Regions from separate parts of the Anas platyrhynchos genome. Here region 2 is linked to region 1. Evidence: chromatin contacts called from public Hi-C data. All regions are on one chromosome and are shown on one strand. The core of a region is the stretch at or near the end of the contact, and the rest is flanking DNA. Distances in the headings are between cores, read along the strand shown. Region 1 overlaps ABCD3 (ATP binding cassette subfamily D member 3). Region 2 overlaps SLC44A3 (solute carrier family 44 member 3).

Region 1 (4,971 bases), core at 1,100-3,599:
CTTCTCTGGGAAACCTGTTCCAGTGCTTCACCACCCTCGTAGTAAAAAATTTCTTTCTGAGATCTAATCTAAATCTACCCTTTTTTTGGTTTAAAGCTATTCCCCCTTGTCCTATCACTACACTCCCTGACAAAGAGTCCCTCCCCAGCTTTCCTGTAGGCCCCCTTTAGGTACTGGAAAGTTTGCATGCTGGGAATATATGCAAACAAGATTTTCTGAGCAGACGATTATGGATGCAGCAAACTGAGTGCTGGCCCTGGTGCAGAGAAAATCCTACGTTCATTGCCGAAAACTATGCACTGTTTTGAGTTCCTAAGAGAGGTCATCCCTTAAATGTTCTTACTTGTTCCTTCTAGGCAGAACCATCATCCTCTCCACCCATCACATGGATGAGGCAGACATTCTTGGAGACAGGATAGCTATCATATCTCAAGGAAAACTCTTCTGCTCAGGCTCCCCGGTATTCCTTAAGAACTGCTTTGGATCTGGCTTCTATCTCACTCTTGTTCGCAAGATGAAAAACACCAGAATTGCAAGGAATGCAGTAAGTGTGTGCTTCCCTCCTCATGAAATCTGAAAAATACATATGCGTGCACTGTACCAAGGTAGAAAGCAATCAAGCACTGCTTGAGGCTTTGTACAAAACTGACTTCAAAATGGAGAAAACAATGACAGAATTTGATAACATTTCATGAAATTACATGGCTACATGAGGATCTCTGTAAAAATCTCTGATTTTATAAATATATATTCAGCAGGACAAGTGAAAATAGTAACTTGACATGAAGTCTTCAGTGGTCTGTAATTCACTTTCCTCAGTTATGTCTGTCAAAACCTTTACCTGTCAAGTTGCCTTTGTGCGTATACCAATCTTTCTGATGCCTCCTTTGCAATATAGTTGTAAACATGGTGCTCTCTAGTACCTAGCTCAAATATTAGTTGAGTCTAATCCGCAGCTAAAGCAGCATTCCACAGCTTGACAAGTACAGTTCTGGATTGTTTCTACTGTAGGAAGCACTTTCAGCCTTAGTACCAACGTGATCTGTATACTTACAGCCACTGCTGATCACATTTCCCCAGGCATTTGCATGTAATATAGAACTGACAAATATGGTTTGTGCAGGAGAATTTGTGTTGTCTATTTTACTTAATCCAGTCCTCAGATGACCTTCAGTGCAACATGTTCCAGATGCCCTTCAGATATGATGTATTTTTCACTGACTCAGAGTGTTCAAAGGCTGACAGCCTTTATACACTGTTTTGTATGTATCTGAAGCACTTTCATCTTTTATCTGTTGCTTCTCCATGCCAGTCATTTTGTAGCTGTGGATCTCAGTGCTCCTGCTCCTGTTCCAGCTGTGCACACAGGGACAAAGAAGGAACTCAAGTGCAGGAACTGGATGGTAAGAAGTGGAATGGTTCAGCATTCCAGCACATGCCTATGTCTCCTGTTGTACTGAAGTCTCACCTTACCGATCACTGCTGCTGAGGTCTGCTTTTCCAGCAGTTGTCTAACTGCATTGGATTTTAAAATGAATAAAGTTTCTTCACACTTCTGTATACCATTGCCCCTGTTTGATATATGTGTGGTCTCAGTGTGCTTTGGAAGTCTACTGTGAATTTTCAACAACTCTGCACCAAAATGTGCAATTTGGTAATGAAAACTGAAGCACATCTAGAGCAAAGGGAACTGGCTTTCTCAGAAAAAGTTATTTTGGCTTTCTATGTCAAAGAAGAAGTTAAGTAGATATTCCAGAAGATTTTGTTGTGCTTTATTAACAGTCCTGAATAGTTTCCTGCTACCTTGTTCCAGAACCATAATTAGTAACATGGCCCAGTCTATTACAGGTTAACTGAGATATCTTTAAGTTGCATAATAGAACAGTCCCCTTTCATATAGTACAAACAACAGCTTTTGAAATCATGCTTAGCGTGGTGAAATATTCATTCTTGGAACGCTGTTTTGACTTTTCACAGGAGATCTGAATGAGCTAGCAGAAGTAATTCATCATCATGTCCCAGAAGCAAAATTAATTGAAAGCATTGGTCAAGAAATTGTTTACCTGTTGCCCAGTAAGCACTTTAAACAGCGATCTTATGCCAGTCTCTTCAGAGAACTGGAGGAAACATTGGATGACCTGGGACTTAGCAGTTTTGGAGTTTCAGACACTCCACTTGAAGAGGTAACAGACAAAATATTTGCTGGTCCTACCATCAGTCCCCAGAATGTTTTCTGAGACTGTTCTTGCTCTTAAGCATGTAACCTTACTAATTCCTACATCTCCCTCGAAACCCAGTCATGTTTGGTGTGGCACGCTCAGAAAATCATTGGAATGGGCATAGAGAAAGGCCCCAAATCTGACTGTGTGTTAGTCTTGTGGAGCATGACTCATTAGCCAGAAATCTCTCTCTGTGTCTAAGTTGGATCATTTCTTTATTTTCTGAGATATTTCATAAGAGACCTCAGACTGTGTAGTAAGCAAGAGTACTGAAAAGGTATTGAAATTATTTTCCTGTTTCATTAAAGGATAGTATATAGTGTTTCTGAGATCAGGTTAATGTTCTATTCTTTACCAGATGTGCTTGTCTCTGACAGGTTTTCCTAAAGGTCACAGCAGAAGCTAGCCCTGAAATGCAAAAAGCAGGTATAAATCCATGAATCAGTATTTGATAAACTTTTCTTGGAACTGTTTTATATTCCGAATGCCAAGTAAAGAAGAGCCTCAGAACTTTCAGTCTATGTATGGAATTCTCATCAAAATATGTTTAGTCAGTAAATACCTGATTTTAGGGCCTGACATGATGTCTGAGAAACTAGATGAAGTCAGCAGAAATATTTTTATTTTGCTTGGATCAGGTCCATAACTGTGTAAATAAAGATGTAGTGTCCATCCCCCAGATGTCAGTGGTTTTTATAGGTAGTATTGTGTTGCCTAGAAGTCCATAAACTATCTACATTAATAACTAGTTCATCCTGCTGAGTAAGTGTATAATCTATGTGATGCTACTGGATACAGCCACACTGTAACAATTATAATTAAAGTAATCTGGTGATGTGATATATACTTTCGATCAAATCTTGAGCTCAGTAAGACATTTGTGCTGTCTTCATGTATGGAGAATAAAGTGTCTTCTCTGCCCCTTTTCATCAGGGTAATTCCTATTATTAATTGCAATTTTTAACCTAGGAGACAATCAAGAAAATGGTTCTACTTGTGGCAAAATTTCTACTGAGAATAAAACAGCTGAAAAAAACCCTCTGGAAACCAATGACACTTCTCAAATGCCAGTAGGCATAGCAGGAGATCAAAATGAAGGCAAAGGGTCCCGGCAGTATAAAGGTTTTCAGCTTGTACATCAGCAGATCAAAGCACTGTTCATCAAACGGTTCCACCATGCCTCCCGCAGCCACAAGGACTTCCTAGCCCAGGTATTGACTCACTGTTGGTGTCCTTGACTCTTTCCCATAATGTTCTCAACACTGTCTTTCCTGGTAATGTCTCCATGCAAAGCAACAGAGGTGCTGCAAATAGGTAACAGGTCCCTTGCTTTTCTAATCTATGGTTCCAGCTGCTCTGTCTCTATCTTTCTGCCTGTAATCTGTCATTCTCACCAAATTCAGGATTCAATCACTACTAGCCCAGCATTTTCTTTTTAACACAGTACAGTTCTGTGACAACCAGTCTTAACTGAAAGCATTAGAAGTAAACAAGTAAGCAGAAATAGATGGTGGTTGGGAGCTAAACTAGATCTCTGCTCCTGCTGTCCCTCCTTCATTTACATATATTATAAGCTGCGTACAATGTCACTCTGCAGCATATGTCTTAGTGTGGTGTTTTCATGTCCTCTGCAGATTGTTCTCCCTGCTAGTTTTGTGTTGCTGTCTTTAATGCTTACAGTCATTATTCCTCCATTTGGAGAATATCCTGCCTTAACCTTACACCCTTGGATCTATGGACAACAGTTTACTTTCTTCAGGTAAGAGGAATAAATAAATCTGTCATATAGACACACTTTTCTCCCTAGCATTTAGGATCATGGGGCTTACTGGGATACTGGGACTTACTGGGCTATCCTCAGTCTGTGTAGTATAAAAAAGTAGTAATTCCACTAGAATCAGCATACATCAAATAGCATGAAATTGGTGCATGTGGGGGAATACAGCTAGTAGTATGTCTAACCAGTAGTCCTCAAATACAGTGTTGTCTTTGGTACTCTTCTCCTTTTTCCTACCTGAATTCATGACCTCAGCACCTAAAAAGTTACATATCCTAACAGGAGATACAGTACAGTAAGTAAGTATCTGGTATGCCATTGCATGCCTTTATTCATAATCTTACAGAACAAGATTCAACCTATCTGTTGACCTGTGGTAGGTTTATTTATAGTTGGTACAGTAATTGTAAAGATATGGAAACAAAACAAAAGCAGAGACTCTTAGGTTTTGTTAATGCTGCTGCTTAGCAGTTTCTCCCCATGCTTCATCCTTTGGCTGGATCTATTTTTTTTCAGTCTACTAGCACTTTGTCTCCTTTCATTCTTCATAGAAGCTTCAGTTCTGTCCTCTTCAGATCACTGCACAATTCCTCTGTGCTCTTCAGGGCACTTGCTTCACCCTCACTTGCATCCATTATACAGCTGAGCTTTCGCACCAAGTCCAAATATGTGCAATACAGAGGAAATTTAGAAATTTCCTCCAATATGTAACTCTTAGATGAGACTGCAGCTAGCACAAAGTAACAAAACTAATGGCAGTAATAATTTTAAAGTCTTTCCTCTGAGTTTTATATTGAAAATTTGCACAACGTTTTAATGTATTTTACACATAGTAATGTGTAAAGCTACATCTAATATTCATACTTCTAAAACAGCAATAGCAATATTCAGTAGTCTAGTGTTATTAGGCTATTAATTGTAGATACTTCATTACTATTAGCTACATTGTTTCTTTAGCCTCAGCAAATGTAAAAC
Region 2 (5,516 bases), core at 2,428-4,927, 240 kb before region 1:
TGCTACGTTTAAGTCTTTTATCCAACTACAGCCACTTTCCTGGGAGATTGGTATGATATGTGTCTGCATTCTTCTAGGAGTCTTCACTGCTCTCTGGAGGATGCACTGCTCCCTGCAAAGATAAAAGCTACTTAAAATCCTAATGCTTCATACATTCTGCTGTAACCAGGCACTCATGGACCCTGTCCTCTGTTTTCGATTCACAAAGTCACTCAGAATACATATAGAAGAAAAAATCAAGCTTCCTGACTCCAAGCCTCTGCTTTAATCACAAGGTTTTTGTTATTACTTATGAGCATGGTGGTTATTCACAGAGAATGAGTCCTGGTGCTGCCAGGACAGCATTCACAGCTCCTCTTTCTTACCAGGAAACTTACCTGGTTAAAACTGGGGCAGGAATGTGGGTTGGGAGAAGGGTTTGAATGAGAGCATGGCAGTTCCTTGCTAGACTGGTTAAGTGAGATGACTACCCCTATCTGTATCCCCTTCTGGGTCAGAAAAGAAACAGAGACCAATTACTTTAATAGCAGGACACAGCAACTGAGAAAGTCAATCTAAAAGCAAATATTTTCTGCCTAATTAGAGAAGGTGCAGCTGGGCACAATTTCCATTACTCTCAAATAATCTTGCTTATGTACAGTACTTTTGCAAGTAGGCACTATTCTCCAGATGTAGCTATGTTACTTGGAATATCCTGAACTGAAACACCCAGAAACACAATGCCACCTATTATGTTGAGGCTGTTAGGTTTTTTGACAATTTCTACTCTAAAACCTCTTGTTTACGACCTTGCCTTACTCGAACCATTCAGCCTGAAATTTCTCATGGCAGGTGCTAAAGATTTTTGGACAATTTCAACCCAAACTATTCAGTCATTTCTAAGAATGAAAGTAGAAAAGCAGACATTATGATATCTGTAGTAAATAAATGCGACACCTTTTTTTGGTATTAGTAAAGAAATTCTTACCCATGTTTTGGATCAGAGATTTGCTGAACAAGAAGTTCTTTCTGTTTCTTCTCATGTCTGAGAAACATCATATACGTTTGCCCAAATTACTTTGATAAATCACACTGTAGGCTCAGTCAACTTGCTAAGTTTCACAAAGAAGCTAAGGAGTCTGAAGACTGTGTCTGCATGGTATATTCCTGAGTCTGCTTGACACTGTTTAGACTACCCTGAAATGTGCTTCTAACCTGCCACATACAAACACTTTTTTCGTGTCTCAGTGACTGTCTTGATGTTGTCCAGGTACAGTAGTCAAAGAAAAATGCTGAGATGAACGTAAAGAAAAGCAAACGCAGTGATTGTTTTTGGCAAACAGCTTCTTGCAGATGATAAGGAATACCTTGGTGAATAAGGAAAGCAGGGCCTAGGAGCTCTCTGCAAGGGATCAGAGGATTCAAAAGGTCAGTGTCAGAAGGGCTCATTAAAGCACCTAACATATAGCCCTACACAATGGGTCATTATGCCTCTGTTGAGGCACAGTAGCTGTGACTGACTGACAGCCAGAAGTGGCTCAGCAAAGACACCAGAAATAAGTCTTAGAGCAAAACGGGAGACAGTGATAGCAGGGGAATGACAGCCAGAAAGATGAGGCCGACAGAGGGCCATCAGAGGGACATCGTGCGGGATTGGAGAAAGGGTTAGGAATGGATGTGAATGAGTCTGAAAGCCAGGAGGGAGACAGATGGAAAAGTGAGGTGAAGATGGGACAAAGAAAGACACAGAGAGCAAAGACAGGTCAGCACTGTTTTAGGGAAGAGTACAACTGGCCAGGGAAGAAAAGGGTAGGTCTGAGAAGCATGAAAACAATGTGGGGATTAAGCAAGCAATAGCACAAATCCTGAAAGTGCATAAAAGATTAAGACTGGGGAATTAGTAAAAGAATCTGGGTCTGCTAACACCACTCCCTTTCACAGCCAGAGTATCACCTTTCCTCTGCTCTCAGCAAACATCCGCAAATCTCCCTTGGAAGTGTCCTGTTGCACTCTGGCCTGCCTAACAAGTCAGATTGCCCTCCCGAGGCTCTGATCAGCCTGCTACTGCTGTCAGTTTCTCCACTGGATCAGCTGGCAGAGATCTGTCCTATGTATCTAGGGTATGCAATCCTTTTGATGATTTGAAGTAGTGTCTTTATGATTCTCCGTGTTAGCTTTTCTGTTTGCTCAGCTGCAAAGTCCCACCTGATAAAGCTATAAGAGAATATGCTTATGGCTGGGAAACAAACTATTCTACATTATCCAGATCATCATGAATGAAAATGCACAAAAGATAGAATACTATTTTTTTCTAGTCATTTGATGTGTTTTTTTGAGATGTTTCACATCTCAGCCTTAAAAGTCATTCAAATATAACACACGAATAGTCAGTCAATAAGCCAAGTCCTCTTTTATTCCCAGCTTGCAATTAATATCAATCCCATCTTCTCATGGGTGTTTCTGGGGCATCAAGTGGCTCTATTTCTATTTCAGACTATCAAATATTGTGTCAATTACACAGGGATTTAGAAGAACAGAGTGTACATCTCCTATAGCCCAGCTATATTAGCTTCAGCTTGCTACCACTAAAGACGACCCCTCCTGTGATTTATCAGTTGTATGAATCATTCAAGAAAGGAGAATAACACCACAAAGTTAGTTTGTTCCAGTTTCCACATGAGCAAGCAGAGATCTCCACAAAGAGCCTTTTCAGCCTTGTCAATACACAAGCTAGAGTACAATCTGACCCTAGCGAAGTTTTGAGTGTGGTTGCTGAGCTGAAGCTGATTAAACTTCAGAGCTGAGTCATTTCAAGGTCTTAGAACAGAGCAAGAGGATCAGTGCATCAGGATTGCATGGTCTTTATACACAAGCCCAGACAAGAAACGGCACCAGAGTTGTGCCTTTGTGGAATGTGACAATTACAATGTACTTACTAAATGGGCTGAGTGGTAAATAGCATGGGTGCCATAAAAGGAATGAGCTTGATTTGGAAGTATATCTGCTATTTGGGACTGTTGTTGTCCCTCTCCATCCCAAAGAGTAGACATGCCAGTACATCCGCGTGCATCAATACAGAGAACAAAGAAGTACATGTATTGCTCTTCGCAACACACAGCAAAAGACAGGAAACAGAATTGGCTGAGTTTCAGAGAAATTAAAATCTTGAAAGAGCAGTAAAGATCTGTTTTTGTAAGGCTGGAGAAGACTGGTTTGTTCTGTAAATTCTGTAAATGGAAGGAAGGACCGAAGGCACACTAGAGAGCAGCAAGGGAAACAGCGAATATCTGGGATAAACCCAAGCCAAAGAGGCAGTTAGCTAGAAAAAGGCATCAGTCAGCCCATGTGGAGCCTGTAGAGCTTTCTGTGACCAATACAGTCAGGTCTAGCTCTGAGTAAAAAGAATGAGAGCTTTTCATTAATTGGGTGGAGTCCAGGGCAGCGTGGTTTTTATCAAGTAACATATTCATTATGAGGACTAGAGGGAAGTCTTTTGTGCCAGCCCAAGATCCTTCAGTGATAGTTCAGTTCTTGTAAGCTCAATTTATTTTAATGAGGTGGATTCAGCTATTGAACGTTTGCCAGTGAAAAGTAATCCTACTGAATCCCGACAGACAACTTGGTCTGTAGGCTTTACGTTAGACCCTTTCAGAAGTGCTGCTTCTGCACAAGGTAAGGAGCTGCTGCTGTGGCAGATTTCCCCACAGGATGTCACTCTCGGGCAGCTTTGCCAGCCCTGGTCTTTGCTTTCAGCAGAGGAAGGATTATGAATTCCAGATGGCAAACGCATACACAACACATCACTTTGTTTACAGTATCATCTAAGTAGCCTAAGTGCAATTTTGTTGTTGATTTTAATTTTGGACTTTCTGGAACTGCTTCCCACTGGTTCCTTTAGTGACTAATTAAGAGTAATGCCATGGCTTTATTGTGTCTAGACATTTGTTGTATAGTTTTAAAAGCATGTACAATTCTATCTGTACTTTTACAGTTGTCTTTTTAAAACTAAACTTTTCACAGTATAGAGAGGCTTAGACAGCAGCATATAGTTTCTTTTTTTTTATTCTTACAAATAACAGCTTTTATACTGAGAAGACATTAGATCATCCAGTCCTTTCAATCTTACCCGGCCTAATGCTCCCCACCACAACACAGGCAGCCAGCAGAAAATCTACTCCAGTTACTGGGCCACTTCATTGTAAACTTCATTGTATTCTCCACATATGTCTAGTCTCTTACTGCCATTACTATACATAGGAATAATCGTTACGGTAGTGAGGAATTCCAGCATAAAGCTCTTCATGTGTAATGACACGCTTCTGTATACTTTTATAAAAATGAACAAGAATCAAAATTCCACCACAATGCACTCAAAGACATGGCATCTTCCTTACTTGAAAAGAGAATGCTAAACATCCTGCTTTGCTCAGCATGTGAACGGCAGGAGGAAAGGTAACTATTTGCTCACTGGCAATATATTCACCTTTCAAAGAACTGACAATCTATAGACATGGATGATTGAACATCAAATTTAAAAAATATATATGCAAGTAGTCATAGGAAGTCAGATAATGGCCAACAAGATGTCTGTTTTTTATCTGACTTACTCCTTATGCTACCTCTATTTTATCTTCATGGTTTTATAGAGACACATTTTAATAGTCAGGACTTCTCATAAATTACCTGCTCAATCAAAGTTTCACCTTAATTACTCATGAAAAGAAAATCAACAGTGAGCAGAAGGCAGCCATGACTAGCAGTCAGCAATAGTTCTACAGAATGTTGATGGCATGAATTACGTATACAGTTTATTCATCTTCACTAAAGTTGTACTGAATCAGCACCAGGGCCACTGATGAGAAACTCTCTCAGATGACAGGCTCTAACTCACAAAAGTTATGTACTCATCCTTATAGGCGCAGCTGCTTTCAGGATGAGTCCGATAGCTGAAATATTTGCTGGGAACTATGGCCCAGTTCTGCAAATCCCAATTAAATGTTGTATAGCTAGAGAAATAATTCCAACTCTATTAATGAGTGATTATATGCTACTGTTTCAGAGAAAAGAACCCTGAAACCTAGTCTTCTTCATGACATTTTAATTTTCCCTGTTATCAAAAATATCTACAATATATCATTATATGGTGTATGTCAGACTCTTGTCTTTTAACATCCTATCTGGTATATATTCATGAAGTCCAGCTAGTTAGAGCAGCTGGATGCTAAAAAACAGGAGCTCGGCAGCTCCATGTCATCGGTCAGCTATATTCTTCAGGGCTCCATCCATTTGCCTCTTGCTGCTTAAGGTATCAATATATAGTTTCATTTAACTTTTAAGCACTTTGCGGAAATGTTTCCATTGATTGTTTAAAGTGAAAGAAGACACCATTTTTCTATGATAGCAGTAAAACCAATATTTACTTATTTTGTAGTATCGCTTCTGAAGTTCATTATGTTCCATATCTCAGATTAGGTTTAAGAAATACATAAGAGAGACTTGTGAGACTTACTTTCAAGTAATAAAACTGTTTCTGTAAT

The links. Hi-C and Micro-C count contacts between places; a contact is called where the count stands out from the background.
Region 2: a contact with region 1 is called in a Hi-C map of liver, with 3 times the contacts expected there. The contact joins two enhancer-like sites. A contact is called at or near these places in 2 of 8 Hi-C or Micro-C datasets (liver and subcutaneous adipose tissue).

Annotation. Positions count from the first base shown.
Region 1 is chr8:8,739,864-8,744,834 of IASCAAS_PekinDuck_T2T, reverse strand. The region is part of intron 1 of ABCD3 (ATP binding cassette subfamily D member 3); the gene reads right to left. It overlaps ABCA4 (ATP binding cassette subfamily A member 4), which reads left to right. Exons shown (of 52, transcript XM_013106556.5): 26 at 357-544; 27 at 1,313-1,403; 28 at 1,978-2,183; 29 at 2,597-2,645; 30 at 3,189-3,430; 31 at 3,854-3,978. Among named protein-coding and RNA genes, the nearest start is that of ABCD3, 45 kb to the right of the region's middle. Within about 2 kb of position 2,349, at least 2 of the 8 cell types and tissues checked have an H3K27ac peak or open chromatin away from gene starts, as enhancers often do.
Region 2 is chr8:8,979,637-8,985,152 of IASCAAS_PekinDuck_T2T, reverse strand. The region is part of intron 1 of SLC44A3 (solute carrier family 44 member 3); the gene reads right to left. Among named protein-coding and RNA genes, the nearest start is that of SLC44A3, 54 kb to the right of the region's middle. Within about 2 kb of position 3,677, at least 3 of the 8 cell types and tissues checked have an H3K27ac peak or open chromatin away from gene starts, as enhancers often do.